2 separate regions of the Sus scrofa genome follow, and region 1 is linked to region 2. Evidence: chromatin contacts called from public Hi-C data. All regions are on one chromosome and are shown on one strand. Each heading gives the region's core, a stretch centred on a gene start, on an enhancer-like site or on the middle of the called end of the contact. The rest is flanking DNA. Distances are from core to core; before and after follow the strand shown.

Region 1 (3,162 bases), core at 542-3,041, 210 kb after region 2:
AAAGTTTTTATATTGCCTCCACATTTGATTAAGGATGTAAGCTGAAGACAGTTTTCTTTCAGAACTTTGAAGGAGTATCTTCATTTGAAGGTGTATCTAGAAGTCCGATGCCATCTAATTTGCTTATTTTATTCCTTTTGCAAAGAATATTTTTTTCTTCTCTCTAGAGCACTAGAATCTAATTTTAACTTTTAAATATCCTTTTGCTACATGTTTGGCCTTTAATATCTGTAATTATTTGTGTTATGTATAAAAGACACACACGCATGTGTGTAGTTGCATGGATATGTATGTTCCTTACCACCATTACCATGTTAATGTTCCATGCAGTCCTTACTTTTTTGGATCTTATTCCACCTATCATATTTCTGCAGAGAAATGATTTGCTTCCACAGCAGTCAGTGTTCTCAACACTTCCCCCCTTTCTAGAGATGAGAGCTCCCTGCTGTTGCTGTTGTTGTTCTAGAACTCACCTTAAAAACCACCTGGAGCTTAGAGAAACATAACAGCCCCAAGACTTGGAGGGGTAGGAACTACCAGGTGATAGGTGGTAAAGGAGTTAAAATGGCACCAACGTTAATTTTTGCCAATTTAAAAGTGGTGTCTAGTGGAGTTCTTGTCGTGGCTCAGTGGTAATGAACCTGACTAGCATCCATGAGGATGTGGGTTTGATCCTTGGCCTCACTCAGTGGGTTAAGGATCTGGTATTGCCGCGAGCTGTGGTGTAGGTCACAGAGGCAGCTTGGATTCCATGTTTCTGTGGCTGTGATGGCTCCGATTGGCCCCTAGCTCTGATTCAACCCCCATATAGGAATTTCAATATGCCCTGCGTGCAGCCCTAAGAAGCAAAATTAAATAAATAAATAATAATGGTATCTAGGATTGGTTCTATGTTGTGTGAAGGCATTTTTGTATTGACAAAAATATGTGTATTTTTTCTTTTATAACAGAATTACTTGCACATGTAATTTTGTGTCTTCCTTTCTAAAGATTTCACCTTCTTAATTCTTTTTTTTTTTTGTCCTTATTGCATGAACTAGAACTTCCAGAACAATGTTGAATAATAGAGAATAATAGTTGGATTCCTAGTCTTGTTTCTGACTCTAACTCGAATACACTCAGAGTTTTAAACTTAAATATCATGCTTACTTTTGATTTCTGTTAATAATCCAGGATGAGAAAGACAGATCCATAAAGTGTTTGTTCTAAGAGCTTTAACCAAAAATGGCTACCGACTTTTATCAAATATCTATTAACTTATTTAATTATTTTTATTTGTCATAATTTTTATTTAAATTGTATAACTTTATGTACCTATCCTCACACAGATGCATAGTTTTCACCTATGGAAAAAAATACGTGTTGTATATACTTTTTACATCCTTACCACACCTTCTCCTATAACCTAGATTAACAACCTAAGATGTTTGTTTCTATTTTTTTTCCGTGTTGATGTAATTCTTTATATAAATGCAATGTGTGTGCTTTTTGGGATTTGGCTTTTCTTATTCAACAATACTTCATGAAAATCCTTCCAAGTTAAACAGATGTTACATTTTAGTCTTACTTCTGCTATTTATTAATTGCATATCCTTGGGTAGGTTAAGTAACCTTTCTGGCACAAGTATCCCCATCTAAACATGGAGATACTATTCCTTTCTCCAAGGACTACTGTGAGAACCAAATGATATCATAAATATAAAGCACGAAAAGAGGAACCCAGCAAATACGCTCCAAGCAAGCGTTACTTAATCTAATGGTGTGTACAGGGAGAGAAACCCTTTCCCTTTAGGCAGTCATGGCCTTTGGTCTGAGGATTTGTAACTCAGCCAACATCTGAGTGCCTGCTGAGGGGCCCTGGGTGGCGGTTTGTTTCACAACAACAGTTCTGGAACTTCATGGCCTGGTTTGGAATTCATGGAAGTCACCTTGCAGCTATTTTACATCTTAGCCTCTCTGAGCTTTGGTTGCCTCACCTTTAAAATGTCAATAACAGCATCAGTACCTCTTTGTTAGACCTACTGTGGTTGTAAATGAAATGATGCGTGACGTACTTGGAAGAGTATCTGGTACACGGAAAGCATGCACTAGGTATAGGAGTGGGTTAAGTCAAAGGGCACAGGCTTTGAGTTCATCTGGCTTATCTCTGACTTTGCTGGTTATAGGACTTTGAGGGAGTTTTTATGTCTGATCCCAGTCATCTACAAAATGAGATAATAATACTCACCTTAAACTTGCCTTGAGAGTAAAATAGGGTAAGATATGGGGTGGTGGTATAGGATAAGTGCTCAGTGCAGGCTGCTCCCCTCTCCTCCTGATAAAATCTGCCCTACAGATTGCATAGAATTTGATTGGCAGCCTGAAGACTCTAATCATCTTTCACACTTCTCTCAATTCCAAACATGGGTCTGACAATGAACTTCAGAACGTATGTTCACAGTGAGTTGGGGCAAACCTGCCTCCTGACTGTCTATTCTCTTCAGGTGGTTCAGGTCATATCCCAGCAGGTGCTGGGGTCATGCTCTGTTCTCAGCCTGAGCCTGACAAGATGCATATCAATATCAGCTGGTTTTCTTGCCCTCACTGGGATACTGCAGTCCTCCAAGGAGATCTCAGTTTCCTTCTCAAATCTCTGTGTGGAAGCGTTTTCACTACCCCCCAAAGCAAAGCATGACAAAAAGTGCACAGCTTTTCAGGCAATCATCTCCTTCAATGCAAATACAAAATTCTTCTAAGAGAACAATTCAAGCAAAGGTATCACTACATCAATTTGTCTATCACTTCTTACCGAGATTTACTTGAATCTGTTGGCAGTACAGGAATTCATTGCTTTTGCTGCTTGATGGGCCTGTACTGTGCATTGTTTAAAAAAAAAAAAAAATCCTGCCCCTTTTTATACTGAATTGCACTCATGCGTATGGAAATTTCTTTTTTTTTTCTTTTTCTTTTTTGTTTTGATTGCAGAAACAGGACAAAAGCATTTATTTATTCAGCTGCTGATTTTGTGATTTAAGTATGATTTGGCAGCACCCTCTAGTGGCTATATTTGGGAATTGTGGAAATCTCTAGTACTTGGGACATTAAAAAAGGACGCAGACATATTTTTAATACTTAAAAATATTTATCAGCCACCCCCACAGCTTATATAAGTATGTTTAACTA
Region 2 (3,224 bases), core at 214-2,713:
CCAAAATGGGGTAACCTCTGGATCTTGAGGTGAACAAAGCAGTGTTGTTAGTCTAGAGAAGAAATGGTGACACTGCTCAGACCCACCCAGAGCCATCATCAGGGAAATTTCCCAGGAAAGGGCACAGCCCAGCTTACTGATCCTGCCAGATGTCAGCACACAAAGGTTCATGGACACTGTAGTTCTTCTCTCATGGCCTTTTCTTCCTTAAGCACCCCAGTATATCATACAGGCATTTAGTAGGCTGATAAGCGGGATAATTTTGGAGGGGGGCAAGTGCAATAGCTTTGCAGGGAAAGAGACTGTCTTCTGACAACTTTCCATCATCAAAGGAGTAATCTGAAAATTGACCGTTGTGGCCAACCACTGGCTAAATCACAATACTGAGTCTCCTTTTTTTTCTCTAGTAATAGAATCGCCCATATGTAGCTGGAACCAACTTTGACATTCGTTGGTCATATGACTTAGTTTTGGCCAATGGAATATAAGCAGAAATGATATCATTTCTGAGCTGTATCCTTAAAGGTAAGAGGCAGCCCCTCCCTTTCTCCATCTTAACCTTCTTGTTGGCTGGGATGTGAGAGTGATTCATCCTGGATCACGTGGGTCCAAGGATGGTGAAGCTACATGACAGAGGCACCTCGTCTCTGCACCTCTAGCTGCCATACCAGCCCTGAACCACGTACCCCCAGACTGTTAGATGAGAAAGGAAAAAGCATCTGTGGTGTTTAAAGTACTATTATTTTTGGTTTCAGGACTCTCCTAAGTTGATGACTTTGGATTTCAGTGGAATAGAGTCAATTTTAGTTGAGATTATAGCCTTGTTAATTCAACTCATGTGTTTCAACAGGCAGCATTACTCTCCTGAGCTTTGTATCTTCCAATTAGGGTGCTACCTTTTGGGGGAATACACAGAGAAAGAAAAGGCTGTGAATTAGGCCACAGATAATACGCAGTAGAGATCTAGCCTTTTCACTCAGACCCCCAAATCCTGTCTACAACAAACTGTCACTTATTCCTAACGTGGCCATATTTCTCTGACACACCCCATGACTGACGTCAGTAAGGGCAGAAGTACCTTCTCAGACATGACTAGAGTGTTTGAGCTTGTTGCTAGGACATTTATGAAATTTCCATATTCTATCCCAGGAAAAGCAATTCAATTTTTCATTGATGCCACAATCTTTTTAGCCAGAAATACAAGAAAGCTACTGTTGGCTGTGGCTTTTTGGCAGAACTCTGAAGTGTGGCCTGGATCTGAGAACCCACAATCCAAGAATAAGGTACCCTTTACATATAAAATTGTTGAATTTGGGTGGAAACTAGTCCAGCTATGCTCATGAAGCCACTGTCTTGCAGGGTCAAAAAAGAGCTTATTTTTCAAGTAAGTGTGTTTCACTGTTTACTGGCGACTACCAAAATAATTATTTCCTGTGTGGGTCACTGGGAGTGAGGTAATCCCAAGGAAAATGTTCCATTGTGCTTACTGGGCTGGACAGTGCAGCAGCTCTAGACATTCCCTTAAAGGAACAGTCATTGTGCTGAATGAAAGTCTGATTCATATGCTTGGAGTGAGATTCATTTTCTACATGATACTTTCAGGCTCTTATGAGAGATGGCAAATATGACTGTACACATTAACATGTCTGTGGGTTCCCTTATTGTGTTGATTCACTTATTTTTTTGGTCTTTTTTTCTTTTTATGGCTGTTCCTGCAGTATATCATATGGGAGTTCCTGGGCTTAGGGATCAAATTGGGACTGCAGCTGAGGCCTACACCACAGCCACAGTAACACTGGATCTGAGGCACATCTGTGACCTATGCCGAAGCTTGCGGCAATGCTGGATCCTTAACCCACTCAGTGAGACCAAGTTTTGAACCCACATCCTCACGGATGCTATGTTGGGTTCTTAACCTGCTGAGCCACAATGGGAACTCCTGTGTTGGTTCATCTAAATGGTTTTATATGTGTGTCAGAAGGAGAATGCCTATATGAATCAAGATAATGCTCTCTGCCTCTATCAACTCAAAAGCAGAAACTTTCTTTGTACACTTGTCTGTCTTGAGCCACCTGAGAACATGCTTCATTTGACTTTGTCTTGCCGGTCCATACTAATGGCCCATCACTGAACACAATGCTCATTAACCATCTGTGGATAGCTTGCAAAAGAAGTGACTTCCAGGAGTTCCCATCGTGGCGCAGTGGTTAATGAATCCGACTAGGAACCATGAGGTTGCAGGTTTGGTCCCTGCCCTTGCTCAGTGGGTTGACGATCCGGCGTTGCCGTGAGCTGTGGTGTAGGTTGCAGACGCAGCTCGGATCCCATGTTGCTGTGGCTGTGGTGTAGGCTGGTGGCTACAGCTCTGATTAGACCCCTAGCCTGGGAACCTCCATATGCTGTGGGAGCGGCCTAAGAAATGTCAAAAAGACAAAAAAAAAAAAAAAAAAAAAAAAAAAAAGAAGTGACTTCCAGCGAGGGATCTGCTCCTCCAAAACTGAGATGAGAGAAGTGCCAGAAGGCGTGCCTGGCCGGCTAAGACTAGTGCCTCCTGAGCTGTCAAACTACATGGTTCCAGAGATTAAACAGTTCTCTGCTTCCAAACTATTCCCTGGAGTAGTAGGTCCAGAACCTTCCATACAAATGTGTTTGATACTGGTACAGCCAGTAGAATGAACTGTGGCATCTGGATCACAGGTGACAGGCAATCAAATGAGGCCAAATGGGATACCTCTGGTTCTAAAGCAGAAGAAAGCTTTTAATACACACTACCTGCTGCCTCACCCTGCCATACCTTCCAGTGCTGCTCTGGTTTAGGAGCTTAACATGTACATTACAGATTATAGAGCTGCATATTATAAATGGCAGTGTTTGTTACTGATTAATCCACTCACCGATTTTTTTTATTGAGTGCTTGCTTTGTGTTAGGCATTGTATTAGTGCTGGGGTTTAGAGGTGAACAAGCCAGATGTGGTCCCTGCCCTTAAGAAGTTTAGCCTCTAGTAGAAGAGATAAACACACCCGCACACAAAATTAAAAAAAAATTTACAAACATTGGCAATCTAAGAAAAATAAACTGGATGTTGAGGTAAGGAATTAAAGAAGTACTCAATTTACATAAAGTGGTTGGAAATAACTGTCAGGAGGAGCGAACCCTGGGAAGAATGAAGAGAAAGAACTTTCCAGGCAGAGGAAAGAGCTCGTATTAAGGACGTGACAAAGAA

Evidence for each region. Hi-C and Micro-C count contacts between places; a contact is called where the count stands out from the background.
Region 1: a Hi-C map of subcutaneous adipose tissue shows a contact between it and region 2, with 2.4 times the contacts expected there. The contact joins two enhancer-like sites. A contact is called at or near these places in 2 of 47 Hi-C or Micro-C datasets (psoas muscle and subcutaneous adipose tissue) and 1 of 2 datasets of contacts at active chromatin or transcription factors (skeletal muscle).

Annotation. Positions count from the first base shown.
Region 1 is chr15:107,321,685-107,324,846 of Sscrofa11.1, forward strand. No RefSeq gene overlaps it. Among named protein-coding and RNA genes, the nearest start is that of ICOS, 27 kb to the right of the region's middle. Within about 2 kb of position 1,792, at least 14 of the 83 cell types and tissues checked have an H3K27ac peak or open chromatin away from gene starts, as enhancers often do. A contact at or near this core is called in subcutaneous adipose tissue, where this site is marked.
Region 2 is chr15:107,112,963-107,116,186 of Sscrofa11.1, forward strand. No RefSeq gene overlaps it. Among named protein-coding and RNA genes, the nearest start is that of CD28, 14 kb to the right of the region's middle. Within about 2 kb of position 1,464, at least 22 of the 83 cell types and tissues checked have an H3K27ac peak or open chromatin away from gene starts, as enhancers often do. A contact at or near this core is called in subcutaneous adipose tissue, where this site is marked.